Regions from separate parts of the Mus musculus genome. Here regions 2, 3 and 4 are each linked to region 1. Evidence: chromatin contacts called from public Hi-C, HiChIP or PLAC-seq and promoter capture Hi-C data. All regions are on one chromosome and are shown on one strand. The core of a region is the stretch at or near the end of the contact, and the rest is flanking DNA. Distances in the headings are between cores, read along the strand shown.

Region 1 (2,700 bases), core at 31-2,530:
GTTCAAATCCCAACAACCACATGGTGGCTCACATCCACTCATAATGAGATCTGACACCCTCTTCTGGTGTGTCTGAAGACAGCGACAGTGTACTTATCTATAATAATAAATAAATCTTTTTTTAAAAGTCTCTAAAATTCAACTTATTTTACATATATAGCACCTCTCCATTCTGATGGGCCCACAGATCGCTAGACAGCATCCCTCTCCCCTTTTTGAGGAGGTAAGTGTGGATCAGCACAGGTCTGAAGGCCCTGCAGAGGGCTGGTTTGGCTATTAATTAGCCTCGGCCGGTATTAGCCTCTGATTTGTTTCAAATCATCCTGAACTGGATGTGACTCTGATTCTAACAATAGCCAACAGATGTCACTCCACAGTGTGTGTCTGGGGGTGGGGGGGTGGGGGTGGAGGTGGGGCTGGCAGGCTGAGACTGCGAGGAAGGCACAGTCCATCTAGTTCTGTTTGGATAGTTCCATCTGACTTAGTGTTCTACATGACTGATTTCTAAGCTTTCATGTCACTTCAGGGCGACAGATTTCTCAGACAGGGACACTGAGGGAGATATGCCCCAGGGCAGAATTCATAAATGACCACAGGCTGCACTCGCAGGTGACATTCTATGCCTGACTTTGTGGTCAGAGTTCCCCCAGAGGTCAGGCTGGAGGTGGGCACCAAGGCAGGGCCACCTGTTGAGGGGAGGAGAATGTCAGCCCGCTCTCGGGAGGGGAAGTAGGAAGAAAAGGGCCTCCCTGAACACCTACCCCCACTGCGGAAACAGTGAAAGATGTGACACCGGGCTCTGGGCCTCCCTCGGGTCACTGCTCATCCGCCGTGTGGCTGCCCTGTGTCTTCCGTGTCCCCCCGCCGCGTGGCCCCACTTACATCGTCCATGAGCAGTAGCACGATGTTGGGGGGCTGCGGAGCACCTGCGGCCAAGAGTCCTAGGGCACTCAGTACCAGCAGCAGCTGCTGGGCTGCGGTACAGGCCGCCATAGCAAACCAAGCTCCCGCTGAGGAGTCAAGACCCAGTCCCAAGCCTGCCGCGGTTCCTTTTGGACTGTAGGGCGGGCCCTGGCGGCAGAATGAGAGGAGGGGCAGGGCCACGGAGAAAAGAAGAGGGAGAGGTGGGGCCTAGGCTGTCTGAGTGACAAGGGAGTGGGCTGGGCCTTACGGGAAAGGGGCGGGACCAAGGCCGGACCTGAGAGTCTGGGCGGAGCCATGGTAGAGAGAGGCGGGCTCTGAGCCTCGGTGGGAGGAGAATGGGCGGGGCCTGCCTCCACATCGGGTCACATGATGTGGCGCACAGCCTGCCAATATGGCGGTGTGCATCGCGGTGATCGCCAAGGAGGTGCGTGAGAGGCTGCGGGCGGCGGGCGGCGGGCGGCGGGCGGCGGGCCTCCTTCCAGCCATGGTCTTGATCTTTTCAACTCTGAGCTCCAAGCCTCAGCCAAGCCCTATGATCAGGATCCTTCCGGCTCGCTTTCGCTGACAGCTGACAGCCGTCCGCCGCCAGTTTGCAGGCCTCCGCCTCCGGGTTTTGAGATCCCCCGGGAAGCTTAGCTGGTCGCTGCAGCCTGCCACCCGTCGCTCTACGCGTTCTTTTCACGGCCTCAGCTGCCTTCCGCGTCCGGTCTTTCTGCCCCGCCTTCCGGACCGTCCCCTGGCTGCCCAGCCGGCGCTATTTAAATATAAGCCTGGCGCGGCTCAAGTCAGCCTAGAATCCAAGTGCTTTTCTTTGCCTTAGGATAGTCCCCTTCATGTCTTTTGCACCCTTCTACTCCACCGTGAAGGCCTGCAAACCTCTAGACAGCATCCCTCTCCCCTTTGTACCCTCTATTCCCAACTGTCATCTTGCTGGCCAACATATATATTCATTTCTTTCCGGAAAGCTGTTTATGGATGCTAAGACAGCTCCAGAGGGCCACAATATCCTGTTGCATGAAGCCTGTATCCCTATTAGGCTTTTTCTGAGATCTGCCATTAGGGATTAGACTGCTGTGAAGCTGTCAGTATGAAAGAGGGAGTTATACCCCCAGGAGGCCACCAAAACCAAAACTCATGTCATAGGCAGCTGCTGCTTTGATAAACTCAGGAGGAGGAAGTCCAGTATCTATGCTGAAGGGTCCTGATTTGGAGACTCATTCAATGTCTCGAAGCACTGAGAACAGACCACTACCCTAGTGTGGCACGTTAAGAAATAGCTAGTGCCCCTGCTGTTAGGATGACACTACAGAGTGTGCTGGTGGTTGAGGCAGAGGTGATCCTAGGAAGAGAAGTGTCAGGGTATGTTGTTAGGCTGTGCTCAGGTTGGCATTCCGGAGTCATTTCTGCTCACTTCCTGCCCCTGTGCATTTGTCTCTACTGCTTCCACCCTCCCTTCCTCCTCCTTTCTGGTACAGGTGAGAGAACTAGGGCTTAATGCTGCGACTCAAGCACTCCACTACGGAGTTACATCTCTGGTCCCATATTGCTTTTCTTTTTGGCACTGGGAATTGGACTTAGTGCCCTGTGCATGTCAGGCAAGTGCCACACCACCCAGTTTTATCTTTATAGTCCACTCTCTGCAGACAGTCTTCCTTAGGTTCAGTTATGTCGCTGAAGGCAGCATGCCACAGTGCATTAAGCAGTAGAGAGTCATTGTCAGGCTGAGAGCACACGAGTGCTTTGACTTTGCCCTTAGAGCCCGAACTCACTGGGTGG
Region 2 (2,844 bases), core at 209-2,708, 670 kb after region 1:
CATTAGCCCACCCTGCTGGGCAGATTTTATGCAGACCAGCGAAGATGGACTGTTTTATAGTGATGCTATACAAACAAATAGGTGATTTATTAATTCCTAGTGATGATTCTATAAGAATTCCTAAAATTAAACTAGTAATTATTAAGCCTTTTATAGTTAGGGCTACAACTAGAACTCTCTGATATAAAACCTCACCGTTAACTTACACTAATTTTCAATGAACCTGTGGAGCTAGTGAGAGAAAATGAATGTCCAGTTAGATAACTGGCTTCAATGGAAACACATACAAACATCTCTGTTGTAAACATCTTATGCAATTTATGATTTGAATTTGTTTAAACTTGTGGTAAATTACCATGTGATCTATTCTCCTAAAAAGGTACAAAAAAACCCTAGAAATGTCATTAGGTGGCAAAAGGAGAGGACAGAATTGGAAGGAAGAGGAAGAGAACAGTATGCAGAATGCAGAGAGAAAGACAAAGAAGAAGCTACAGAGAGAGCAGCAGGCTTCTCCTCACCATGAGATGGAGGAGCAGGGCTTTGCGTAACAAGGCAGGCTGTCTTACTAAAGAGGACAGCGCTTTCTTCTTACAGACTCGGGTTTAATTCATTTCGCAATAAAAAGGTAGAAGCTTCTCCTTTCTCTGTGCAGTAAAGGTTGGAGCTCATTTTTCACCCAGAATGACTGAGTTCTTTCTGTGCTGGCAGCTGGGCTTTTGCTCCATCTGCATATGTAAGTATGGATGTGTGTATCTAAGTATGTAGATATGAGATAAGTAGTTGGTTGGACCCAACAGGAGTGTATGTAGGTATATGAACGTGTGTGCATGAATGTGTATATGAATGTGTGTATGTGTTTATGTACATTTGCTTGTGTAAAACTGTTTCCTTCTGTGATCTTGACTCGTCTCTTGCTTGGTTCAATACAAGTTTATTGCTCCAAACCTCCCTCCAGCCTGGCAAGCAAGAGGCAGAGGCACAAGGCTATTGGGCAAGAGAGAGAGAAGCCATACCAGTTATGTAGTCCCCTGCTGTAGCCGCCCTACCAGTTACTTAGTCTCCTGCTGTTAAGCAACAGGTGTTGATTCGCCCAGAGGCCTGCAGCTTCTGCTTCAGTGTGACGGAAATGTCATCATAGAAGGCAACCCTAATCTCTTGCAAGGCCAAGTCTTGCTCCCACCACTGCTCTTCCCCTTCAGCTTCCTTCAAGAGAGGACCCGGGTGGCCTAAGCTCCCAGCAGCTCGGTAGCATCACATATCCATAAAGGGATGAAATACTACTGCATGGATGGACCCTGAAAATATCTGCCCAGTGCTTAAGCCAGGAACACATCCCACATGCGATTCTGTTTCTATGAAATGCCCAGAGCAGGCAGCTCTGCCGGCAAGAGGTAGACTGCTAAGGGCTGGGGGTCTGCGCAGCAGTCACAGGCACATGCAATATACGCCTCCTCCAGAGTTGCTCAAGAGACGAAGGGGAAGAGGGGACTGACCAGTTTCACTTTGCTGTAACCCTCAGGAGGCTGAGACTGAAAGATTGAATTCTAGATGAGTCGGCTACAGAGTGAGACCCTGGACAAGTAACTTCCTACAGTGCTATTGCACGGACATGAATGATCACCATGAAGAAGCCATGGTGTGAGTTTCAATGACTGAGGAATTCCACACAGAAGACGACACTGAGTTTCTTTGAGTTGTGCTGACCCGTGCTGTCACTAGCAGAGAGCAGGAGGTTTGAGGACTGTGTGGCTGACCTTTGGTGGAAGTCCATGATCTCGCTGACAAGGACTGTGCACGCCTCTTCCAGGTCTCCACCACAGCCGCCCAAAGCCGTCGGAGCTGGCAAGTAGCGCTCATAGATTGCCCATTGATGGAAGTCATGTCTGCAATGGTGGAAGGCCGAGGTCAACACTGAGCAACACTTTGTAACCATCCTGAAGTGGTCTCTCTCAGAAGAACACAGTGCCAGTGACTGGGCAGTGGGAGCTAGCCCCAGCAGCCTGAGAGCTCACAGGTGAGTGAGGATCCATTGTCTGCAAGACAGGGGACAGAGCTGTGGCCAAGCCGTCTTTCCTATGCACCAGGGAAGGGCCTCAAGGACATGGTGACTGTTTTAAGTGGAAACAGCCAAACACAAGTGAGGTAGCTCACACCACAAAGACCAGGCGAGGTTCACGGAGAGGCACTTTGTCCATGTGGGCTGATATCTCAAGCATTAGGAGTGTGACTAAAGCAGGGAGGATGGCTGGGAATGGAGCCATCTGTGGGGAGCTTCCCTAGCATGGAAAAAGCCTTCGCTTCCAGCAAAAAGAGGGGTGGGCGGGGAACCCCTAAAACACTTCTTAAAAAAAAAGTCTAAATACGATCTCAAGATAACAGTGACCCAAGGGGTTAAAACTTGAGCCTGAGCCTGGTGAGGCGGCTCAGCTTTTAAGAGCTCTGGCTGCTTTGGCAAAGGACCTAGGTTCACATCCCAGCACTGATGTGGCAGCTGCATCTGTCTGCAACTTTAGTTCCAAAATATCTACCACCTTCTTCTGACCCCTGCAGGTCACTCACGCGTGCGCACACACACACACACACCCATACATATCAAATAAAAGTAAATAATTTTTTAAAGCGAAGTTATGAGGCCTTTAACAACAGCATCCTGTCACGATGCACTCAGTTTCTAGTGCCTACCTCAAGTAACTCCTAGGAGCCTGCCCACCCATATACCCCCATTACCTCAATCAGACAGCCCAAGTGGTCACTTGTTCTTACAGGGCCTATTTTATAGCCTCAGACCACTCATTGTGTCTACTGTGGTTTTACCAAAGTGCACAGAAAAAAAAAAGTATGTGT
Region 3 (2,856 bases), core at 9-2,508, 530 kb after region 1:
GGATCGGCCCTTTCTCCACAGGCTCTGCAGAACTGGAGGCATTGGGTGATCTGCCTAGCCAGCACCAGCGTTTAACAGCTGTGGACCTTTAACAGCTTTTGGCCTGAGATGGCGGCCTCTCCATCTGAGGGGGTCTGATCCTTGTTCCTTGTCTGCCAGAGACAAGTATGGCTACTTAACAGGGCTACGAGTGTACCACTGAGAGGTAGGCTTACATTCTGTCTTTTTGAACTTGGGTTCCAATGTCACTTCTACAGCTAGGTCATTAAAATACCACATGCTAAGTGATCTCAGAATTCAGAAAGTGGATATATCAGATTTCTGTAAGTTCAAGGCCAGCCTGGTCTACATAGTAAATCCTAGGCTAGCTAAGGCTACATAAGAGGACCCTGTTTAAAAAAACAAAAACAAACAAACAAAAAAATGTTGGGTGGTGGTGGTGCACACCATTAATCCTAGTACTCAGGAGGTAGAGGCAGGCAGATCTCTGTGTTCAAGGCCAGCCTGTTCCAGAGATTGAGTTATAGGACAGCCAGGGCTACACAGAGAGACTCTGTCCTGAAAAACAAAAACAAATAAACAAAACTCCTACAAATACCACATACTGTCCTGCTCAGTTGAAATATTAGCCACCAAGGGGCCACCATGCCAAGAGTGGCCCATGGCCAGTGTCATGAGAATAAGTCTCCAGGCCCAGTGAGCTTCTGTCCTGACTAAATGGATCAATGACCTCAGGACCCCTTATGGTCCCCCTCTCTCAGTTACCTAAGATTCAGCCCTGGCTGCTGTCACTGTTAAGAGAGGAGAGACTTCAGGCAGAGCCACATAGCTGCCTTACTGAATCGACTGAGAGTTTCTTATGCTCTGAGCGCTGCACTTCGGCTCGACCTGCCATGCACTCTGATGTAACATAAAGACTTTTGTAGGAGGTAGGGTGGGTGGTGGTCAGTCTGATTTGTGGTATCAGCTTATTAGTCTAAGGGGACAGCCAGCTTCTGTAGGTCCCTCCTCTGTGTTCTAAATGTGTTCCCCCCCTCACTGTCCCTCCTCCAGAGCCCCCTGGGCCTCGGAGGCCAAGCTCTGCCTGGCTGGATTAGTGCCTCTCCTGCTCCTCATCCAAGCTAGGCCTGGATGGAGGGGGTGAGAAGGACTGGAAGGCTGTTCTTTCCCCTGCTGCTGAGAGGAAGTGCAGGCAGGAACCTGTGACTAAGTGCCTGTAATTGGTGTGGGGGCTGAAAAGCTGTCAGACAAGCCCCACGCAGTCTGGCCAATCACACAAGAGCTGTGAGTGAAGCCCATTCCCTTCACCACCTGGTCCTGTCCTGTCCTGTCTGTGCAGGCCCCTTATGGTGGGCAACCAGCCAGCTCTAGGGGTGTGTCTTCCCTGCTCCCTCCCCTCTCTCTTCTAACTCTCTTCCCCCCTCCCTCCTCCTCTCACCAGATCCAGTGCCTGTACACGGTGGAGTATCCCTCCCTCCTCAGAACTCCCTAAGCCATTTGCTTAAACATTGCCTGCTGTGTTGAGTTCTCACAACAGCCCCACGTGATGGCCTACTGTGAGTGCGTGTGTGCGTTTCATGGAAAGGGGAGTTGAACTCAGAGAAATGCAGCCAGTTAGCCAAGAATGCACAGCAGAATCTTGAGCTGGGCCCTTCGTGCTTGACTCCCAGGTTGCAAAGCCTTGAGTTTTGGTTATGTATACAGGTGTGTTCAGGTGTGTGTCTGTGCACACACAAGTGTGTGTGTGTGTGTGCGCGCGCGTGTGCGCGTGTGCGCGCGCATGTTTGTGTGTTGTTTTACCATGTGTCTGAGTGTGCATGTGTGGGAAGGGCCGCACTCTCCTCTGTTGCTTTAACTATTGAAGCCTCTTCCAAGACTCTCCCAGTTGGCCTACTCTATGGGGCTTTAACCCAACAAGAACATCCAGATTTAAAGAGGTTATCTGCAGGGTGAAGCCTGTATCTCTCTTGAACAGCTATGTCACTGTGCCCAGTTTGTAAATGAGCACTGGGGCTTGAAGGCCAGTGCACGAGAGAGCTATGCCCCTTACCACATGCATGAAAATTCAGGCATTAGGTGGGTTCGTGGAGTTTGCCCTGGGTAGCCTCACCCCTAGAAGGCTCCATTTTACAAGTATACGAGAATCTCAGCCAGAGGAAGTAGGGTAAGAAGCCATCTGTTCAGGGTGCCAGGAGTTACATGTCGTCGTTTTAGGCTGTGGGTGGGGGAACTGATGGCCAAGGGTTAATGGGCTAAATCCTCAGAGTTACCAATGTTGAACAGAATATCCCCGAGAAACAGCCCTGGGCTAAAGGAGGTGGGCAGGGCTGTGAGGCAGCAGGGGTTCCTCCCTTGCTCTGGGCTCTAGCTTTGGTGGCATCTACTTCAGCAACCAAGATGAGACTTGGGGACACGTCCTAAGACACCTCCAGAGCCAGCTGCTTCTCAGTGTTCTCTCTCAGCCAGGGCCACAACCCTGACCCTGGCCAGGCCTGAGGCCTAGACTTCAAGGTGATCCTTGGTGGGGTTTCAGGATAATAAATATCAAGGTCTCAGTCATCATGTGAAACAGAGGGAGAGAGACAGAGAGACAGAGACAGAGAGGGAGAGACAGAGACAGAGAAAGATACAGAGAGACAGAGACAGATACAGAGAGACAGATACAGAGACAGACAGAGACAGAGAGACGGAGACATAGAAACATAGAGACAGACAGACAGACACAGACGCAGACACACACACACACACAGAGAGAGAGAGAGAGAGAGAGAGAGAGAGCACTCCTTCTGGCTCACATAGTTTCTCTTTTTTCCTAGACTGCTGCATTGCGTAGTCCAGGCTCCTGGCCCTAAAGGA
Region 4 (2,761 bases), core at 262-2,761, 660 kb before region 1:
AGGAGACGGCAACGCCAGGGGTGAAAGGGAGGTTAAGGGGGATGTTAGGGTGACATGCTGGGGATGACGTCACCATTACTCTGTTTTTCCGTGCGGTCAGGCATTCATGTTCAGAACTCTCACAACTACAGTTTTAAAATCTGGGCCCAATTGAGGGGCGGTGGGAGGAGATAGTACAACTCTCTAAGAGTTTCTGGCCAAGTTCCTCGTAGTTCCTCTGGGCTTAGCTTTCTTTCTTTTTATTTTAAAGATTTATTTATTTATTTCATGTATGTGGGTACACTGTCACTGTCTTCAGACACACCAGAAGAGGGCATTGGGTTCCCATTACAGATGGTTGTGAGCCATCATGTAGTTCCTGGGGTTTGAACTCAGGACCTCTGGAAGAGCAGTCAGTGCTTTTTTTTTTTTTTTTTTTTTTTTCCCCAAATGAGACAGGGCTTCTCTGTATAACTCTGGCTGTCCTGGAACTCACTCTGTAGATTGGGCTGGCTCGAACTCAGAAATCTGGCTGCCTTTACCTTCCAAGTGCTGGGATTAAAGGTGTGCGCCACCACTGCCCAGCAGGTCTCATTTTAACAGCACAGTTCTAGGTTGAAATCTTCAAGACAATCCTGAGGTAAAGTGGCACAGGATCAAACCCCAGACAGAGCACAGTGGTTTAGAAGGGCTGTCCCAAGGTTGCCCAGCTGGTAGCTGCACTGAGTCATGGCTTTATTATCGGCACAGGGGAACGGGCAGGAAACAGGTTTTTGTTTTGTTTAGTTTTCTAAGTGAAAATAACTCCTGTAATCCCGGTTTGTAGGATTGCTCACTGCGAACATGCAGAAGGGGACAGCCTGGAAAGGAACACTGACGACAGACCAGGTGCAGAGAACCATTAGTGGCATTTCTGGCAACAAATGCACATCGATGCTGCATAGCTCCTATTGCATGATACGTAAGCATGTCACATATAATCTCTATCACAGTGACAGTGTCCCCACGACCAGCTTGTCCATAAGGAAGTCAGGCAACTTTCCAGACAATGCCACTGAACGAGCCCGGAACGTCTGAGACCGATGCCAGGTAGAGTAGGTAGGACGGGTTTGGGAGCGTACAGCCCATTTGAGCCGCTGACACTACAAGTCCCAGCAGCCCTCAGGGCAGGGAAGGCATGGGGCAGCCAGAATCCGGATGGACTACAAATCCCAGCAGGCAAATCATGGCCGCAGAGACTACCAGTCCCAGGACGCATCGTGCCACACACAGCGCACACTGGGATTTGTAGTCGTCAGGGCAGCGTTAGTGTGTTCACACCCATCAAAGAGGACGTACATTCCTCAGATTGAACACTGGAGGATTTACTGCTTTAGCAAGTAACATGGACGTGAGATGGGGAAGTAAGGGCCCAGCGAGTCAACTCTCGGAGCAGGGGAGGACAACTGCGCATGCTCGTTGGAGTCCGTCGGCGAAAGCGCGCGCCAGAGGCGCCCAGAGCAGGCCCCGCCCCCTTCCCGACCGGCCCCGCCCTTGAGCCGGGAGCCCAGGGAGCCTGCGCTGAGGGCGGGGCGCAGGCCGTGGGGAGGCGCTCGCGGCGCCTGCGCAGAGCGGCTGCTTCTCTCGCGAGGACGGACGCCATTATCGCAGCTCCCCGACAAACACCACGAGAATTCCGCAGCCCACACGGTAATTGCAGCTCCCGCAGCCGGTCGCGCCTCCACTCCCCCTTCCCGCGGGGCGAGAGCGAGAGCGAGAGCGAGATCTCCGGCCGCCCCCGCCCCGCCCCGCCGCCAACCGTCGCCAACGGCCACGGGGCCGCACGCCGGGCTGGGCGGGGGCCGGCGGGCCGCGGGATGTCCGCGCGTCGCCTCCGCGCCTCCACCCGCCGGGGCTGCGGGACCCGGGAAGCGAGCGAGCGAGCGGGCGAGCGGCCGAGGCCCGGCGGCCGTGCTCGCGTGCGTTCGGCTCCGGGGCCTCGGCGCCTCCCGGGCCCGCGCCCGGCGCTCCTGTCACGGGCTCGGCGCGCGGGCGCTGTGGCCCTGGCTCGGCCGCCCAAGTCTCTCAGGACTGAGCCTCGCGCGCTGCGCCCGGGCCCCGCGCGCCGCCCCGCCGCCTAGGTGGCCCCATCTCCCGGCCGTTGTTGGCGCTATGCCCCGGTAACCGGGTGACTTCGCCCTGGTTGGCGCGTCCGCCCGCCTCTGCTCTGCTCTCTGTTGACATCGGGGCCGAGACTGGTGCTCGCTTCCCCACCTAGCGTCACGTCCCCGTCCCGCACAGCCTGGCTCTTTTTTTTCCTTGTTACTTGTGGTGGCCTTTGTTTCTCTGCTCCTGGTGACATTGTAACTTCTCGGAGATAGTGTGGAACCTCCGGCTTCCCTCTACCTCCTCTCTGCCTTTCTTCTAATCTGGGTTGGGGACGCTTTAGGCGGGTGCAGGTAGGTCCCGAGGTCTTTCTTTCGCTGCACGCCTGGTCAGCTCAGGACGCAGTGTTTCAGTCAGCTTTCTTCTTGAGTCCCCAGGGAGCCTCTGCCAAGGACTTCCTTTCTGGTAACTGTTTCCTCCCTGGACCGGCCTAAGGTCTTCTTGGCATTGGAACAGGTCTGCCCTTCGCAGGTATGCTCGGTAGGCGTGTCCTCGAGCGCTGGGAGATTGTCCCAAGAGCCTTTCTTAAAGTCGTTAGAGAGTTTGTCGCCCTCCCCCCCACCCCCGCCCCATTTGGGCACACTACTTGAGTTTCTTTATCTTTCTATTCCTTTTTGATTTTCATTCCAGGAAAGAA

The links. Promoter capture Hi-C pulls out the DNA fragments that hold promoters and counts their contacts. Hi-C and Micro-C count contacts between places; a contact is called where the count stands out from the background. HiChIP or PLAC-seq counts read pairs in DNA pulled down with a chosen protein or histone mark.
Region 2: a contact with region 1 is called in a promoter capture Hi-C map of neutrophils, with 3 times the contacts expected there. The contact joins the enhancer-like site here to the promoter of Trappc2l in region 1. A contact is called at or near these places in 12 of 39 promoter capture datasets (the 3T3-L1 cell line, the C10 cell line, the HPC-7 cell line and 8 more), 2 of 115 datasets of contacts at active chromatin or transcription factors (embryonic stem cells and large pre-B cells) and 3 of 9 other capture datasets (embryonic stem cells, liver and pancreatic islet).
Region 3: an H3K4me3 HiChIP or PLAC-seq map of craniofacial prominence shows a contact between it and region 1, with 4 times the contacts expected there. The contact joins the enhancer-like site here to the promoter of Trappc2l in region 1. A contact is called at or near these places in 6 of 39 promoter capture datasets (the 3T3-L1 cell line, the SN4741 cell line, embryonic stem cells and 3 more), 1 of 484 Hi-C or Micro-C datasets (bone marrow-derived macrophages), 3 of 115 datasets of contacts at active chromatin or transcription factors (craniofacial prominence, embryonic stem cells and large pre-B cells) and 1 of 9 other capture datasets (liver).
Region 4: a Hi-C map of Th1 cells shows a contact between it and region 1, with 6 times the contacts expected there. The contact joins the promoter of Banp here to the promoter of Trappc2l in region 1. A contact is called at or near these places in 2 of 39 promoter capture datasets (the 3T3-L1 cell line and hippocampal neurons), 1 of 484 Hi-C or Micro-C datasets (Th1 cells) and 2 of 115 datasets of contacts at active chromatin or transcription factors (astrocytes and extraembryonic endoderm stem cells).

The regions. Positions count from the first base shown.
Region 1 is chr8:122,610,346-122,613,045 of GRCm38.p6, forward strand. Trappc2l (trafficking protein particle complex 2-like) reads left to right here and starts at 1,281. Exons shown (of 5, transcript NM_021502.2): 1 at 1,281-1,348. The coding sequence starts at 1,316. It overlaps Galns (galactosamine (N-acetyl)-6-sulfate sulfatase), which reads right to left and starts at 1,142. Exons shown (of 14, transcript NM_016722.4): 1 at 883-1,142. The coding sequence starts at 993.
Region 2 is chr8:123,279,438-123,282,281 of GRCm38.p6, forward strand. Fanca (Fanconi anemia, complementation group A) reads right to left here. Exons shown (of 43, transcript NM_016925.3): 30 at 1,755-1,883. Among named protein-coding and RNA genes, the nearest start is that of Vps9d1, 27 kb to the left of the region's middle. Within about 2 kb of position 1,459, at least 34 of the 459 cell types and tissues checked have an H3K27ac peak or open chromatin away from gene starts, as enhancers often do. A contact at or near this core is called in neutrophils, where this site is marked.
Region 3 is chr8:123,136,558-123,139,413 of GRCm38.p6, forward strand. No RefSeq gene overlaps it. Among named protein-coding and RNA genes, the nearest start is that of Mir7080, 7.9 kb to the left of the region's middle. Within about 2 kb of position 1,259, at least 137 of the 459 cell types and tissues checked have an H3K27ac peak or open chromatin away from gene starts, as enhancers often do. A contact at or near this core is called in craniofacial prominence and hippocampal neurons, where this site is marked.
Region 4 is chr8:121,948,981-121,951,741 of GRCm38.p6, forward strand. Banp (BTG3 associated nuclear protein) reads left to right here and starts at 1,512. Exons shown (of 14, transcript NM_016812.4): 1 at 1,512-1,668. Gm27011 (predicted gene, 27011) reads right to left here and starts at 1,665. Exons shown (of 1, transcript NR_169031.1): 1 at 698-1,665.